Linked DNA regions of Canis lupus: region 2 is linked to region 1. Evidence: chromatin contacts called from public Hi-C data. All regions are on one chromosome and are shown on one strand. Each heading gives the region's core, a stretch centred on a gene start, on an enhancer-like site or on the middle of the called end of the contact. The rest is flanking DNA. Distances are from core to core; before and after follow the strand shown.

Region 1 (2,593 bases), core at 59-2,558:
TGGAAGAAAGGTTATTTTGAATTTAAGTCAGTTCTCAGGCAGATCATTTTAAAGAAACAGTGCTGTTGGCGAATCTGGAAATTAATTACCTTAAAACTTATGGCATCCTTGAAGTCTTTGTTCCTCTCTGCATGTGGACACCCCACAAAACTAGAGCAGAGAGCAGGGCCATGTGTCCAGGGTCACTCTGCTTCATAGGAGCATGGATTTCAGGTCTCTTCCACTCTTATTTTTGAGTTTGCAAGAACGGTATCTTCTTTACCAAAATAAACCCTAAATTTTGTCATTCTGAGGAGAACCTGCTGTGGTGTGTGGTATCTTTGAAATGTTTACATTTTATTTTTAAGTCACTGTTGCCTCACTGATTGGATTGTGCTTACAACATGTTCCCTGGTCTGAAAGAGCTACGACTTGCCTGCCAACAAATTCTTGATGAATGTCAAAGGTATAACCTTACTTGCGCTAATTCTATTTAACTCAAATGAAATACTAATATCAGAAGAATTCATCAGTTTGCCTTATAAGCTTCATTTTAGTTCCCCATTTTTCCATAAGAAGAAACTTCATCAGTAGGGCTAAATACTTCAGTTTGTACATATTTTAAGAGATTATAACTTCAGATGCACGTGGCACTCACAGCGCGTACAAACATTTTAACTGGCTTTTAAAAATTTCTGGTGGTAGAAGAGCAGGTTGCCATTCCTCAAATGTAAAAGACTGCTTCGGACCCAAAGAAGTCAGAGGTGTAGCTATGCGATTTACTAATTGTGTGGTGAGTTTGGAAAACCATCAAAACTCTAGGATATCAGCTGTAAGACAGGGATAAGAATATTTATCTCTTTCGTGTGGCTGCTGAGAGGAAGTAATGTAGGACCGACCTCTACCAGAGGCTCTGTATACAACTGGTGTTTTTTTTTTAAGGTGATTTTCATTACTGACAACTTACCAGAACCATATCCAGGTATTGGCCCTTTGGTTTGAAGGTCTGGGAGCCCCACATTCAGAGCGTTGGGTACCATGTTGTCCAGATGTGGCTTGGGCCCAACAGGATGAGAGGGTGAGTGCTTCATGCCAGGCTGCCTCTGCTGCTGCTGCTGCTGCTGTTGCTGCTGTTGCTGGAGAGCGCTCACCATTCGAGCCAGCTGGAAGCCAGGAGTCCGGGGCAAGGGGGAATTGGAGGGAAAATGGACACAAGATAAGCCAACATCCTGCACCTTCCAGGAAAAGACTGCATGTGGCTTATGTTTTATTCTTAGAGGTGAAGTGGACCTGCAGTCCTCACACAGAGCACTAGAGGGACCCTTTCAGTTCTGCATACCTGCTGCTCTTGCTGCTGGCGCACAGCTTGAGAAAGCTTCCTCTGGTTCTGTAGCAACTGCTGCTGTTGCTGCTGCTGCAGGAGAAGCTGACATGCCTACAAAACAGGGAGGAGATAGAGGAAAAAAGTTTCCTAAGCTGTGCTTACTGAGACACTCGATGGGGTACTGCACCAAAGTGCAGTGGCTGAATCAAGTGTCTAAAGGGGAAGTCCCACCAAGTTCCTGGTCCACTGGTGGCATTTCCCTCTAGCTGAGCTGATATATTAACACTTAAGCATGCATAAAACGAAGCAAATCAAAGTTAAATGGGAAAAAAAGAAAATTATCTTTTTTTAGCTATAAGAGGAAAATCTGCCACTTACCAACTGAAACTGGGGAATTTGTGGAAGCTGGCTCAGCATGGCAATCTGTTGAGGAGATAACTGGGGCCCCACATTGAAAAGACCTGGATTCAGGCCACTGTTGGGAAACTGCTTGAGCATGGAGGCAGAAACCTAGCAAGGAAAAAAAAAAAAAGCATCTTTCAGAACTTACCAAAATAAAACTCTTTTTTTCTGTAAAAAGGTCTTAATAGATCTAAAGCAAGCATCAACAGTTTTCCTTGAAAACTATTTGTGAAAAATATTAAATGATCAGGAGAAATACACTAACGTGTTAACAGTGGTTAATCTCTGAGCACTGAGATTGTAAGAGCTTTTAGGGGCACCTGGCTGGGTCAGTCGGTGGAATGTGCAACTCTTGATTTGAGAGTTATAAGTTTGAGCCCCATGTAGTGGGCAGAGATTACTTAAAGATAAAATCTTAAAAAAGAGTTTTTAAATTCTCTTCTTAGGCTTTCCAATTTTTCTACAATAAAAGTTATGAATTTGTAATCAGGAAGACTTCTGGAAGACAAAAAGTTTTATTGACAATATGATTTTTGCCTGAGAAATTGTTACTGGAAATGGAAACAAAATACATTAAACTTCACCAAGCTAATAAATAAAGGCCTAAAAGAAAGTATTTTGGGGGCAGCCCGGGTGGCTCAGCAGTTTAGTGCCCCCTTCAGTCCAGGGCCTGATCCTGGAGGCCCGGGATCGAGTCCCACATCAGGCTCCCTGCATGGAGCCTGCTTCTCCCTCTGCCTCTCTTTCTCTCTGTGTCTCTCATGAATAAGTAAATAAAATCTTAAAAAACAAGAATTTTTGGGATCCCTGGGTGGCGCAGCAGTTTAGCGCCTGCCTTTGGCCCAGCGCGCGATCCTGGAGACCCGGGATCGAATCCCACATCGGGCT
Region 2 (2,593 bases), core at 39-2,538, 220 kb after region 1:
ACTGTAATACAAATGACCAACTTGAAATTCGTCTTATTCCTCGCACAATTTCTAGCATAGATGCTAAAGAGTAATAAAACAGCCAAAGGATCCACGAAGAAGCAAGGAATCTTGAGACCGAGGTCGGCACACTCTGCCTAGAGAACTGAGGATGGGCTGGTCCTTACTTAAGATGCCCAACAAGCAGCTACGGTTACGGGGCGACCTCGGCCACTTTGGGGTATCTGGCCCCCCGTGGGCTGACAAACCCACTGGTTTGGACCCAAGGGATGCCAACTCAGGGGGAGACAGGAAACACTCCTGGCGCCGGCTCGTCCCATTTCCTCGTGGAAAGCCTGGACAGCCTCTCGAAGGTGGCCACGCCGCAGGGCTCTGGGATGAGGGGCGCGACACCCCCTTCCCCGGCCCGGATTAATCAGGGGAACGCGTCCACGCTGCCACGCAGGTCCCGCGGTGCCGCGCAGGCAGCCACCGGGGCGCTCGGGGGCCTGACGCCTCCGTCTACCTGCCCCCCAGCCAGGCAGGGGGCCCGACGCGCCTCCGAGGGCCCCCCGCTCTCCGCCGCCACGGGGAGCCCCTCCCCGCCCTGGAGGCGCCCCCCCGCCCAGCGACGGGAAGCGAACCCGACTCGACCAGCCCACCCGGAAGCCCTCCCCCAGCTCACACCTGCCGGCGCGTGACGCCCAGAGCCGCGCGCGCCCGCCCGCCGGCCCCGCCATTCGGGGCGCCCCTGCCCTGCGCGCGGGACGTCGCCCGCGTCCCTCCCCGACCCGGGGTCAAACCCACCGCACGCCCGCCCCCACGGAGCGCGAGCTCCACGCCGCCGCCGCCGCCGCTGCCGCCGCCCCCGCCCCCGCCGGGGCCCGCGCGCGCTCCCGCCCCCTCCGGCCCTGTCCCCGCCGCGCGCGCTCACTCGCGAGGACACGCACACGCTGCGCCTCAGCTTGACAGGCCGGCCCGCGCCGCGCGCTCCCGCGGGCGTCCTCGCCCACCCGGCCGCCCCGCTCGGACTGGGCGGTGCGCGGGGGAGGGGAAGGGCGGCAGTGGCCGTCGGTCCTCACTCACCGCCGAGCCGCGCCGGCTCCGAGTGCGCGGCGTTCCGCTGTGAGGCGATGCGCTGCGATGCGCGCGGTCCCCGCTTCTCCGCAGGCTATGGAGGCGACGTAGTAGGGGGACTGAGGGGGCGCGGGGGGGTCACTCCCTCCCTCTTCACCTCCCAGAAACACGGGGACCCCAGAAACTAAAAACAAAATAAACAAACTTTCCCCTCCGCCTCCCTCCCCCAAAACCACAACACAAACACTCGGGGGCCCGCCCAGAGCCCCACTCCATTGGCCGCAGGGAGGATGCTTCCGGCTCTCACTGGCTGGCGCTTGTGCCCATCAAGCTGCTGTTCCGCCCCTCCGAGTCCTCGCCGCTGCCGTCGCCCCTCATTGGCCAAGCGCTTCCCGTTTGACGAGCTAGGATTGGCTGAGCCGCCTGCGCCAATCATTCGGGGACACACCCCCTCAGCATCCCAGAGGCCGCTTCCTTGGTCGCGGACCCGGAGAGGCGAAGGGGAAACTAGAGCATGATGGCGGCCGAGCTCACTTGGCGCAACCATCGTCTTTTTTCTTTTTTTAGCTCATGGGTGCCTCGCCCTCGCGCTGTCTCCCCTGAGCTCCTCTCTCCATCCAGTATTGCCTAATAACGGAATCTATACGCGCCGGCTCCTTGATTTATCCCCTTCGAAGTGCTGAGTGTGGGCTGGTTGTGCGTCATTGGACCGTCAGAACGTCAGTCCTTAGTCACATCTTCAAGCTATTGGCGGAACGGCCAGAAGCCCCGTCCAACAACAAGGACTGGTGCCATTGGTTCGACTCCACAGAGTTCTTTCCCGGTACCTTATTGGGCCGGGAGGCGCGTCAGTCAGACCTGGATGCTCCGTGCTCCGGGTAATTGTTTGCTTGGGAGTTTGGGGGACTCCGGTCGTTTGGCCCGCAGCTGACGATGATACTGACTGTCGTTTATTTTGTGCCTCCTTTGTGCCAACGACTGTCCTCAGTCCTTTACAGGGATTATCTGTTTGAACCTGTGGGTTTTACATTCTCTGAATTTTACAGATAGAAACGAAGGCTCTAAAGAGAATTAGGACACTTGCCCAAGGTCACCTAGATAGAAAGTAATTGGTGAACCTGGCACTGGTCTTAGGAGGCTGGTTCCAGAGCCTTCGCTCTTTTTCACTGGCGCCTCTCCCTTCGTCCCGCATCTTACCTGCCTGCCAACACAACGTCTTAAAAACGTTTCATTCCGAAAGCAAGTTCCCCCGTCAGTCTCTGGAGGTGACATTGTGGGAGACTAAAGTTACGGAGAGGTTGTTACTGCCGCCACCGCCTTCTCCCTGGCACCCGTTCCTCCCCACCCTAAAGTAAACCATCTTGGTGTTTCCCGACCAGAAGCCCATCTACTTCTGTGTTTATTTTCTCAGCTTTATAAATGAACATTTCTACCATCCTTGTGTGCCAAGCCTACCTCCTCAACCCTCCCTCATCTATCTTCCAGCTCCCTCTTTGGAGAGAGAGAGAGAGAGAGAGAGAGAGAGAGAGAGAGAGAG

What was found. A called contact is a pair of places that touch in the nucleus more often than the background predicts.
Region 2: a Hi-C map of blood shows a contact between it and region 1, with 2.9 times the contacts expected there. The contact joins the promoter of TNRC6B here to the enhancer-like site in region 1. A contact is called at or near these places in 4 of 9 Hi-C or Micro-C datasets (amygdala, blood and skin fibroblasts).

Annotation. Positions count from the first base shown.
Region 1 is chr10:25,829,458-25,832,050 of UU_Cfam_GSD_1.0, forward strand. TNRC6B (trinucleotide repeat-containing gene 6B protein) reads right to left here. Exons shown (of 25, transcript XM_038550487.1): 15 at 1,682-1,813; 16 at 1,319-1,414; 17 at 947-1,142. Among named protein-coding and RNA genes, the nearest start is that of ADSL, 39 kb to the left of the region's middle. Within about 2 kb of position 1,309, at least 3 of the 20 cell types and tissues checked have an H3K27ac peak or open chromatin away from gene starts, as enhancers often do. A contact at or near this core is called in blood, where this site is marked.
Region 2 is chr10:26,053,832-26,056,424 of UU_Cfam_GSD_1.0, forward strand. It overlaps TNRC6B (trinucleotide repeat-containing gene 6B protein), which reads right to left and starts at 1,289. Exons shown (of 25, transcript XM_038550487.1): 1 at 1,066-1,289.